2 separate regions of the Rattus norvegicus genome follow, and region 1 is linked to region 2. Evidence: chromatin contacts called from public Hi-C data. All regions are on one chromosome and are shown on one strand. Each heading gives the region's core, a stretch centred on a gene start, on an enhancer-like site or on the middle of the called end of the contact. The rest is flanking DNA. Distances are from core to core; before and after follow the strand shown. Region 1 has its middle 66 kb from the start of Eri3. Region 2 has its middle 35 kb from the start of Rnf220.

Region 1 (5,855 bases), core at 2,256-4,755, 160 kb before region 2:
ATAAAAGTCACCATAAAATCAACCTGCCTTGTAAATCCATCGCTCTTTGGTTTTGAAATATGTTGAGAGTGTGTCTTTTATGTCAGTGTCTGTAAGCCAGAGACCTCCCCACTTCAGGGAAAAAGGCTGCGGCTGGTGTCAGCAGAACTGCCACGAAGCCCACTGGCTGTCACCTTCTCAGTTTCTGTTGACTGGCAGGTGCTGGGATCCTGCTCCTCAGGTGTACCTGCCGGACAGGTGTTTGGCCTTGCGTTGGGCTGATTTTCTATTTTGTTTCTGTTTTCGTTTGTTGAGTGTTGAAGGCTCCTGGCCCCTGCTAAAGCTTTGTTGGGTCAGGGTGTGACCAGGTCTTCCCCACTTTTCCCTCCAAGTACAAGTTGAAAATGAAATCCTCTCAAAACCAGTGTGTGGTAAAGTAACACTGGGTGATCAAGACTCCTTTCTCCTCGCCCCACAAACCCTGCTTACTTTTATTTTGTTACCATTTGAGCCCAAACCGGTGTCAGACTGCCAGAGCAGGCACAAGCTTGTTAGTCAAGTCAGAACCCATAGTGTGGCTATCCATTCCCCTCTGCGTGTCAAAGCCATAACTCTTCTGTTTGCCTGGTTTGCATTGTATGGTGGTGCCATCCCCCGTGGAGATGGATCCCTCACACAGGAATACGCCTGGGTGGAGAAAAATTAAATGAGTCTGTCTTCCAAGTGAAATGGAATTCTGACCTTGAAATTAATGGGACTCTGATCAAAAGGGCGGGGAAACTTCTTTATTTCAAAATGTCTTATGAATGGGGAACCTTCTTTCCTTTTGTTTAAAATATCCTTCCTTTATAGACTACTTTGTGTTCTTCCCCTTGTGCTTGTAGGAAGATCTGGGAGTACAGGATCCTTTACACACCCAGATTACTAGGGTTGTATTTAAGACTAATCTTTGGGGTTGGGGATTTAGCTCAGTGGTAGAGCGCTTGCCTAGGAAGCGGAAGGCCCTGGGTTCGGTCCCCAGCTCCGAAAAAAAGAACCAAAAAAAAAAAAAAAAAGACTAATCTTTAAACAGAAACAAAGGCATCAAGTGAAGAGAAGACTGTGCCCAGTGGTGGCCCTGGATCTATGCCTCCTTCCCCTTCCTTGCCTCAGGTGACATAACTGCTACCTTTGCAGGGGCAGAACCCATGCAGGTGGCCGACACCTATGTTTTTGATTCTGAGCTTTTGGAAGGAAGGAGAGACATTTTCTTCTAGGAAGGCTAGAAGAGCACCGTGACAAAGTCGGTGGCAGCTTTCTTGGCTCCTGTCATACACCCCGACATGTGTCAGAATATTTATGGTCTGTTTTATGTAAATACATATTTAAGGGCCGTTAGGAGGCCTGATTATCCCCACTAGATGCCTTTCGGGTCCTCCCTACAGAACCGTTTTGAAATAAGTAATATTTCTCAGATAATCGAGTGACAGTATACAAGACTGCTTCCAAAGGGAGAGAGAGCTCAGGGGCAGATGGGGCAGCAGTGGGGGTTGGGAAGCCAGAAGAGTGGAGAGCAACTGTTCAGAGGAGCATGGGCACAGGATGCCATGCCTGTGCCCACACTGCCAAATTGAGCCGTGTGTGTTTTAGATTTGTCAATTATTAAAATTTAGAATTAATTTCTGATATGGTTGGCTGATTTTTTTTTTCAGTTTTGTCAGGCAAATATTTTCTCATAGACCATTTTTCTAAGACTTAATTAAATGTAAGAGTAAAAGTCCTACATGGGAACTGAGCCTCATAGAATTTATAGTTTTGCTGGTAGGTGGGGTGGGGTGAGCATGGTGTTCAGGTTCCTTATTGGGTGTAGAAGTTTTCTGACTGTGTTTTAGGTTGCTGGAGATCAGTTTTATAATGGAAACACTGACAGGTTTTACTGTGGCAGCCACCCCCTGCTCTTGGTTTGCATCCATATGCAGATATGTTCACGCGCCTTTCAAAAGGACGCCTGCAGACATGCTGTAGTGCACACGTGTTCAGCCCTTAACTGGAGTGCTGATAGGCAGGGTTTCTTTTGTGATTAAATGTGTGTAGGAAAAAGAAAAACAGACACAAGTATATCTGTTTGGGGGGTGTCCTCTCTTCTAGTGGGGATTTTCGGTTGCTTGCCTGTCTACCCACCTGGTTTTGCAGGTGACCCCAAGGTAGGTGTTGGGCCCTGTGAAGCAAGGTGGCCTGCGGGACCGACTTACTGGCCCTGGAAAATGGGAGATGTGGTTTTGTGAGAAGCTGTTCACGAAGGATGCGTAATTCCCCAGGAAGGAGACCGAGGTAACTCCCGTTTATTGTCATTCCCTGAACCAGTCCCCAAGGCTCCTTGTCCAGGGAAATGACGCTAGAATTTATGGGCCAATTACGAACAGCCCATGTTGTGTGTTACATATGAAGTGTCTATAGATGTGTTTCCCAGGGCCTTTAAAATAAACATTCCTCATTAAGGAAACTTTACAGCAAAAGAGGAGGTAAGTCCTACGCGCTGCCCGGTGTCAGCGTCCACATTTATTACTCCCTCCGTGTGCCCTCTGGAGCCTGCCATGTGCATCTATCTCTTGATGGCATCCTTCAGACCATCCCTGTGCCCACATTCCAGCCTGACCTGTCACACCTTTGACCAGCCTTCTTATCTAACCCCACATTGGGGTTGGTTAACATGTATGCTTACTCTAGACCTGAGAGAAGTCAGAACTGTCCCTGTGGAGCTGTGGCTGGCTTTGCCTTCTGGTTTACCCCAGGAAGGGACACCGGTCACTAATCATTAGTGGTTCCCTTGGACTTCTCCCCTTAGCCTTCCCTGTGGCCAGGGAACTTGAGATCTCCCAGAAGCCCCTGTCTTGCTCATCTTTTGATATATTTGGAAAGTCAGCCAGCCCCAGGTCCCAAAAGCCCTGATTGGAGGTGGTACTTTGCATTCTAGATTCGTCTTTATAAAGGCACAGGTCATGGAAGACCCTATGAATCAGTCTAGCCCACTCAGGCCAAAGCAGCTTGGAAAGCCAGCTGACATCATAGGGGGCGAGATAAAGCGGATACTTTCCAAAGACTCTGGGATCCGAGTGGGCAGGGAACACTAGTTCCCAGGCTCCATCTCTGGACTGCAGCTGGACTGCAGCTGGAGCAGATGACCAGTGTGAAGGGTCAGCCACTGACCAGAAAGAGGGGTCAGAGGGTTGCCTGTATCTTGACTGCTTGGGTCCTGCCTGCCCAGGTCTAGCCCTGTGATGCGCTCAGCTGCTTTGGGTTCTCCTCCCACCCCATTCTCCCGCGGGGCAAGAACTCCTGTGATGTGTGTGGTTGTTACCGTTTGTTCACTCCCAACACAGTCACGGATACTCCCTTTCATGCTGCTGGGTTTAATTGTCTTGTTGGGATAAAGAAATGTTTGCACAGCTAAAGTGGGGCCGGGCTGAACGGGAGCGGTCCCCGATGGCTACAGAGCCATCTGGCCTGGCTTGGCTCTGTTCTGCGCGCTGCTCGCCGGCGCCCGGGCTGGCTCTGGCGGCCGCTCTCCCCGGCCCTCGCCCGTGGTCGCCTCTCACGGAGGGAATGCCTCATCACCATGGTGAGACGTGGACCCCGGGGCCGTCCTCCCTCCTTGCCCAGCGCCCTCCCTCGAGTCAATTGTCATGCAGAAGCGATCCGGACTGCCGTTTCCTCACGGCCGCCAGCCAGCGCCTGGCTGCCCGCATCGGGGTGGCTGGTAATTGACCGTGGGGGGGAGGGCGCGGGGACGCGCGCACAGGCCGGGCCACCCAGTGGGCAGCGCCTGTGGCCCAGGTGGCCCCACAAGAGCTTTTAGGGATGCGGTTGACCTCGCCGTCGCTCTTCAGGAGAAGTCCGCGCGCGGTCCCCAGGGTGCGGGGAAGGTCCGTGCGACACCCTACCCCCCGCCCTCCACGTCCCCAGGCGCCCACGTCGCTCTAAGAACCCAGTTCCTTGGCAATGACAGCGACCGGGCGAGATATGCAGGCTGGTGCCCGGGAGTGATTGGAACTCCACGCGCGCGTGCGGGTGGCCATAGAGCGGGCGGGGCACTGAGCCAGGAGGGGGCCGAGGTCGTGAGGACCCAAATGGACTTGTGCACACGCATGTGGACCCAGCTTTCCTCTGGGTAGTAGGGCTTTGAGGCTTCTCCTTTCGGTTTCAAAAAGAATTTCTCCCCTTCATCTTGCTTTTCGAATCTGTAAAATATTCCGGAGTCCGGCTTGGTGAATCTGCAGGATTGCTGGTATTCGGGCGAGGCAGCCGCGGTCGCCTATGACGCTGGGAAGCTCGCAACCAGCACAGCGGGACTCGTTAAAGTCAAGGCAATTTCTGGAACTCTTCCCACGGGAAGTTGTCCGGAACTGCCTTCCGGTCAGCAGTCCCAGGTTGATTATTTGGTAGCCCCCCACCCTTTTTGTTGTTTGAAAACAAAACAAAAACGTCACAAATAGAACAAAACCTCACACTGAATCCAAAGTTGCTCTCTGCCCTCTATCCTCTTTAGTTAGGCAGAAGAGAACTGAAAAATAAATTTTTTTCTTATTTTTAACCCTTACTAACTACCACCATCTGGTCAATAAATATTAGCACAAGATAAAATGTAACATTTGCGAATACTCCAGACTTAAAGTGTCAATTCATTTAATCGAGTTGAAAATTTTAATGTTTTTTTTCTTGGTTTTAACCCATAAACCACATGCATCTGGTTAATAAATAAAAGACCACATGTTGACATTGCTCTTATAAGTACTTGAGATTTGGGGTGATGATACATGTCATAATAAAATCCACACGATTTTAACACTAAAATAACCATAATTTTTGGAATTGAATATTCCTACATGTTAACAGTCGTTCTCAGCACCATTTTTATCTCTCTTAAAGAAGCTGAAAACTTCAAGATAATGTATTGCTATTCAGCCACCAACATGCCTTACAAATTTTAAAAGTGTCACTTCAATTGTGCATTTGTAACTGAACAGAATGTGTTTTTATCCTCGAAGTGTGTGCTCCGGGTGGGGGATTGATAAATATCTCTTTGGGGGAAAGAGAAACATTTCTTGCAAGAAGAACTTTGTGGCAGGCAAGGTAGTGCATACTTTTAATCTCAACCCTGGGGAGGCAGAGGCAGGTGGATCTCTGTGAGTTCAAGTCTAGCCTGGTCTATTACTACTACTACTACTACTAATAATAATAATAATAATAGTAATAGTAATAATAATAGTAATAATAATGATAAACAAATGAATAGAACTTTATTATTTCTTTTCCAGGTTAAGGACATGGAATGGATAACCCTGGTAGAGGCTAGATAAACAGGAATTTATCCCATTTCAGCCCTACCCAATGGGCTAAACTTATTTTTTTAAATCTTGGCTACATTTTAGTTTTGGTATTGTGTAAGGGGGGAATGTGTTGTGTGTGTGTGTGTGTGTGTGTGTGTGTGTGTGTGTGTGTGTTTATTGCACTCTTGCCAAACATATCAAAGGGCTTACTACATTTTAGGTGAGGTCAAATATATGGACCTAGGTTCAGTCTAGACTTCGAAGTTCCTATTAGCACACTACTCATTTGCTACAGGACCACACTCATTCTAAAGATATGCAGGCTCGAGCCAAGACAGGGGTCCTTGAGCTTGATGAACAAAAGGAGGGGAGATACATGAAATCTTTTCCTCAAATGCAGACTTATTTTCCTGATGATGTGGGGGTAGTAAAACACTGCCATAACATAAAAATAATTGAAATTTACTCCCCCCCCCAACCTTCTTCTAGGAACTCAAGAGTGGAGCCTCTTCTGTCCATGTGTTCCCACAGTATGGAGCCCATAAACCCAGGTTTTACACCTTCTTTGAG
Region 2 (5,310 bases), core at 797-3,296:
TCCTCCTCTTCCTTCAAACTTCTCTCCCGCCCATCCTTCCTTCTCCTCCAATGACAGGCCTCCTTCTATCTTGTACCTGCCTCTCACGTGTACTTTACAAATTCAATGGTGAGGTTCTGGTGAAGTCACCTGATACCTGAGTATGTGACTAGGCAGCTGTCCTTGGGGCAGTGGAATTAGCATCAAAATACAGTAACTTCAGGGCAAACAACAACATATTAGTAATAAGATGTTGATGACAGCAAACGCTCATTGAAAGGACTTGGAAGGACCCAACACGAGTCAAATATCCTTACCTGTAGCCCTGTCAAGTGGGGACTTGACTTTTCCCACTACACAGATGCAGCACAGAGAAATTAAGTAACTTTTTCAAGGTATTCAAAAGGGTGAAAAATAACTCATAAAAATATAGACTACTTTTTGTAGATGTGGAGGTGTCCTCTAACTGCAGGGGTGGTTTTCCCAAGTAAAGGGGCTTGCTTATTTGTTTGGTTGTTTGTTTGTTTGAGAATAAAGTCTTTCGGTGTAGAGTTCAGACTGGCCTAGTGTCTAGGCTAGGCTCATAGTAACTCATGGCAAGCCTCCTGCCTTACTCCCCCCACCCCCCAAGTACTAGGATTGCAGAGTTAGCCGCCATACCTGGCTCAGATTTATAAATGGAAAGGGGTCGATGCATGTGGAAGCAGCCCTCGCTCGGTTTATTCCCCTGCATTCTCTATCTGAAGTGTGGGTCGCTGCAGGCAGCCTTCCAGGTAGGGCAAGGCCAAAATGCTCCTACTTCAATTGCTATCCTTCAAATCAATTAACCAATTACAGATCAGTTAATTCATTCATTTGCATTCTCACTTTTAAAAAACAAATCACAGAATGTGTCAGCCTTGGAAGGGGCCAGCCGATGTAGACTGTTACCACTAAGGCATCTGCCTCTACCACCCAGCAAGGCCAGACGATGGACAAGAATGGAGAGGAAGGGGCTGGAGAGAGGGTTCAGTGGTTTAAGAGCACTGGCTGCTCATCCAGGAGCCATGAGTTCAATTCCCAGCAACCACTTGGTGACTCACAGCCTTCTACAAGAGGATCTGATGCCCTCTTTTGTCATGCAGGCACACATGCAAATAGAGCTGTCATACACATTAATAAATTCACAAAATAAGAATAGAAGGGAGGAAGGTCCTAATAGAAATGTAGGTTTGGAAAGGATATCCTTGCCCGATTTCTCACAGAGCCACACCACCGCCTCCTTTTTCCCCTGCAGCTGGGGCTCTGCCCTCCCTCATCCTAAGACAAAGCAGAGTGGCTGGGATAAAGAGCCCTTTGCACCCAGTGGAAGGGTCTGGAGCATGCGGGGTCTCTAGATTGCCAGACTGCCTATCGCCACTGCCTGCAGCAATGGCTCCTGTACAGGCATGTGGCCTCAGACCTCCACTGCCCATCACTCTGTCATAGGCTGGCCTCCAGAGGAGAGTGAGGCAGAAGACCCGGAAGGCTATGGTGGATGATGAAGGGAGGAGACAAACAGTGGGGACCCCCTAGGAACAGGCGTTAGCTGGAGAATGTGGGGTTGGGTGTGAGTTTAGGGAGGCTAGGGGACGGTTGGCTCAGAGACCTGGAGTTAGATTCCACGTTGTTTTGGTCTAGTTAAGTCCACCTCCCCCCAAAAGAAGGGGATTGAAATCGTAGTAACCCTGGGCTCTGATATGGAACCTAATGTAGCAACAACATAAGAGTAGCGAAGTGGAGGATGGTTTTGGAGGACAGTGGAGCCTGTGACTTGTCCAGTGGGGAGCTGCCTAGTCAGTCCCTTGACACTCATAGCACGGCCAGTGGCCAGCATCACCTAGGAGCTTCTTAGAAATGCCACCTAGGCCCCACTCCAGAGCTGGTGAATCAAATCTACGTCTTCACATGACCCCCCAACTGTCCGGAGGACACTTAGTTTGAGAGGCCTATGAGAAAGCTTTTCTGGCAGGCCTGAAGCAGGGGCAGGAAGCCAGGGGGCACCCATGGCACGAGGGCCCCTGCCTAGCACCCCCTCCTAGTGCTAGAGCCACAGCGACACCTACTGGCCGAGAACGTCTAGGCCGCCTCCTCCAGGACGTGCGCTTTACAGTCCATCCAGCCTTTCCTAGCCTGAACCCCGAATTAAAGCTGGAATTCCTGAGTTCTGGGGATCTGCTCCCCAGTGAATCTGGAGTAGTTACAGAGTGGTCATGAGTTCGGTGTGAAACAGCTGCGTATAGGCTGGGAACCTGGGGCCCTGGGGTAAAGAAAGCGGGTGTCTTCTTAGGCACACAATGCGTAGGACACATCCCAAGTCCTGGTCAAGACTCAGCAGCACTGAGCACATGTTCGTTGGCTATTGTTACTCAGAGCCAGGTCCAGATGGCCAGGGTTCAGCATTGCGCACCACTGCCCTATGAGAAGCTGGGATTTAGATGAGCATCTAAATGCTTATCTCCAGTAGGGGGACCTTAAGAGAAGTCACCGGTTTAAAAGCAGCTTGGCAAAGTGTCAGATATTTACGACCCAAGGTGGTGGTCAGTCGTTGCTCACTCTCGTGACAGAATTCTAAGTCAAAGGGGACGATAAGGCCAAAGGGCTCCAAAGTATAAGGAAGGACGCCAACCACTTTTGAGGCAAGTCTCAGCTGACCTCACCCCAAGGGACTTGGTTCACCGGGGCTGTCAGGGAGAGGTCTTATTTCTGGACAGTAGAGACCACCCCTGTCATTTCCAAATCCCTGCTATTGCTGGCCCCTCCCTCTAGCCAGCTCTCCGCTGTGTGAAGAGGTTTGCCTGGAACTAAATGAATGTGATTGCCCACAGTGCTTGTCATTAGTGGTGATTAGTTAAAACATCAGAGTCTAAACAGTCAATTGGTTCTAATAATTAATACTGTGGTTCAACTGTGATGGAGAAAGGGAGGGGAAAGGAGACGAGAAAAGAGAAAGGAAACCCAGACTGACAGATGAGCCCCAGCCTCACAGCTACTGTTTCTTGACCTGCCTTGGTACTCTGTGCTAGGGCGCTTCTGCCCCGAACCCTGCTCTCATAAATCACGCCGTTCTCTTAGGCAATATCATCATCATCATTATTATCATCTCTGATCTGTAGCCAAGAGAAATGCGGTGCAGGCATATAAAAGCAACTTGATCCTCAGTAACAATTTGTTAAGCGAATAAATAAATATGGATAAAGGAACCAGAACTGAAAGCTTAGGCCTGATTCCAAACCCATGGCACACCCTTCTCCCAGCCACACCCTCACATTCTTCACACACAGTAGTCTGTGTCCTTCCCACATGGTCCCTGCCCACGGCTCCCACGCACAGCTTCCTGTCCGTTCCCCTGCCCGTCCTTTAAAGCCTGTCTCTTATACCAGTTCTTAGATTGTCCCTGGCCCATCATAACACCACTCAAAGAGTGACTGGGAAACGAAGCACATATTCCTGTCCGGCTCCTACATACATTCTGCCTCCCATGTCCTTCACCTCAGGAGTCAGGCCTCAAAGGCTGGGCTTTCTAACCTTTAACTGTCCCACCCACAGATCTGGAAGGGTGGCGTGGACTTTCCTGCCTGGTCCTGGGAAAGGAGTTACCATCGTGGAGCAGTCTCCGCCGCTCCCTACCCCCTCCCAGGTCAGGAGTAGCAGCAGGAGCAGCAATGAGCAGGATGGCTGTGTGTGCATTGCTATTAATCACCCCTCCTGGTCCGCTAACGAGGCTAATGCGGTAACTGACAATAGCCCATCTTGGTTCCTGATTTAGGGGCTCGGGACGGAAGCTGGGCTCCTGGGAGTGAAGACGTGAATTCTCCACGACACTAAACCTTCAAATAAATCTCCTCCAGTCAGAGAAGCCCAGGGCACTAAATCCCACGCGCCGGTAATTGAAACCCTTAGAGCTTTCTTGGTAGGGAAATAGCTGAGCGAGAGCGCAGCCCAGGGGTTCCGGGTGGAGTGGTGGGCTAGCACGCAGACCTGGAGAGGGTGCCGTGATGGGGGAGGCTTCCAGGAGCACATGGGATGCCTGTTCTGATACGTACGTCTACCGGTCAGTGTTCCAGGCATGAGCTTTTCTATCTGGCTATGTTTGCCAGTCCACTGTTTTCCCATCAGGTCTATAAACACTTGATTTGGAAGCAAGAACAATTACAGAGAGCCTCCATATTTTGAACTCCTTGGGACATTTCACTCTTATTGAATAAAGGTGCTTGTAAGCAAAAGAAATTCTCAGCAGGACCCAGGTAGCCTTCCTTTACCTGGTCCCACCAATCTTACCCTCATCCCTCTCTTTCCGAGGCCCCGCCCACATGCCTCTCACATCCTCCCCCAACAACTCGGTCATTGGATTAGTCAACATTTACTAATACCTGCTCTATACCAAACTCTAGACCAGGTCCTGAACATACTGGATGAATCAGACTCCCTCCTGCCCTCACGGAGCTCAGGACAGGAAGGGAAGCAAATAAACGCATAACTGCGGTACTATGCGTGCACAAAGATGAGGTGAAGGAAAGAGAAAGAATGAATAAAGTCAGACATGGTGGTGGTGCACACCTTAAGCTCAGCACTGGGGAGGCAGAGGCAGGCAGATCTCTGTGAGTTCGAGGCCAGCCTGGTCTACAGAGTCACTTCCAGGACAGCCAGGGCTACATAGTGAGACCTTGACTCGAAAGGAAAGAAAGAGAATGAGTCTGCCTCCAGGAAGCAGAGACACTGCAGGATTTTTTTAACGGGATAAGAACTACAGGTTGCCCGTGGAGAGAGGGGTGTCAAGGGCGTCATTGGCAGTGAGAACAATGGAGTAGAGCTAACTCTTGGACAACCATACCACACAGTGTTGCTGGAGGGGATGTGAAGCTGCAGAGGGACTAGAAGATAACAACAACTTCAGAAGTTATGACATGGGAGGGTTCGTAAGTGGTTGGACGATGAGATCTGAGTTGTGTCTTAGGAAGATGCTCCTCTCTACAGAGATAGCAACGGGATAGCGGGACTTACCAGCAGAGATAGACAATGATGGTGTCCGAACACCATCCGATGACAGAGGAGAGATGTCCCGCTGGATCCTTACAGAATGAGACAGCCAAGAAGGCAATTTCCTCCAGTCGGGAGCCTGAAGAAAGAGCAATCGTGGAGAGGGTGAATCTAGGGAAGGCTGTGGGTGGTGGTGCACACTGGGACAGAAACCAGGAGGCAGGCAAAGCTAGAGAAAGATGCACCCATCGCAGGCATGCTGTGCCCTGAAGGACCGTGGTACCTCAAAATGGAGAAGTCTCGGTGTTATATATGGTTGAGGATCAGAGGTAG

The links. A called contact is a pair of places that touch in the nucleus more often than the background predicts.
Region 1: a contact with region 2 is called in a Hi-C map of Schwann cells, with 4 times the contacts expected there. The contact joins two enhancer-like sites. A contact is called at or near these places in 4 of 12 Hi-C or Micro-C datasets (the A7r5 cell line, the Rat2 cell line, Schwann cells and 1 more).

The regions. Positions count from the first base shown.
Region 1 is chr5:136,183,486-136,189,340 of GRCr8, reverse strand. It overlaps a transcript of Rnf220 not described here. Among named protein-coding and RNA genes, the nearest start is that of Eri3, 66 kb to the left of the region's middle. Within about 2 kb of position 3,505, at least 38 of the 93 cell types and tissues checked have an H3K27ac peak or open chromatin away from gene starts, as enhancers often do. A contact at or near this core is called in Schwann cells, where this site is marked.
Region 2 is chr5:136,026,212-136,031,521 of GRCr8, reverse strand. It overlaps a transcript of Rnf220 not described here. Among named protein-coding and RNA genes, the nearest start is that of Rnf220, 35 kb to the right of the region's middle. Within about 2 kb of position 2,046, at least 13 of the 93 cell types and tissues checked have an H3K27ac peak or open chromatin away from gene starts, as enhancers often do. A contact at or near this core is called in Schwann cells, where this site is marked.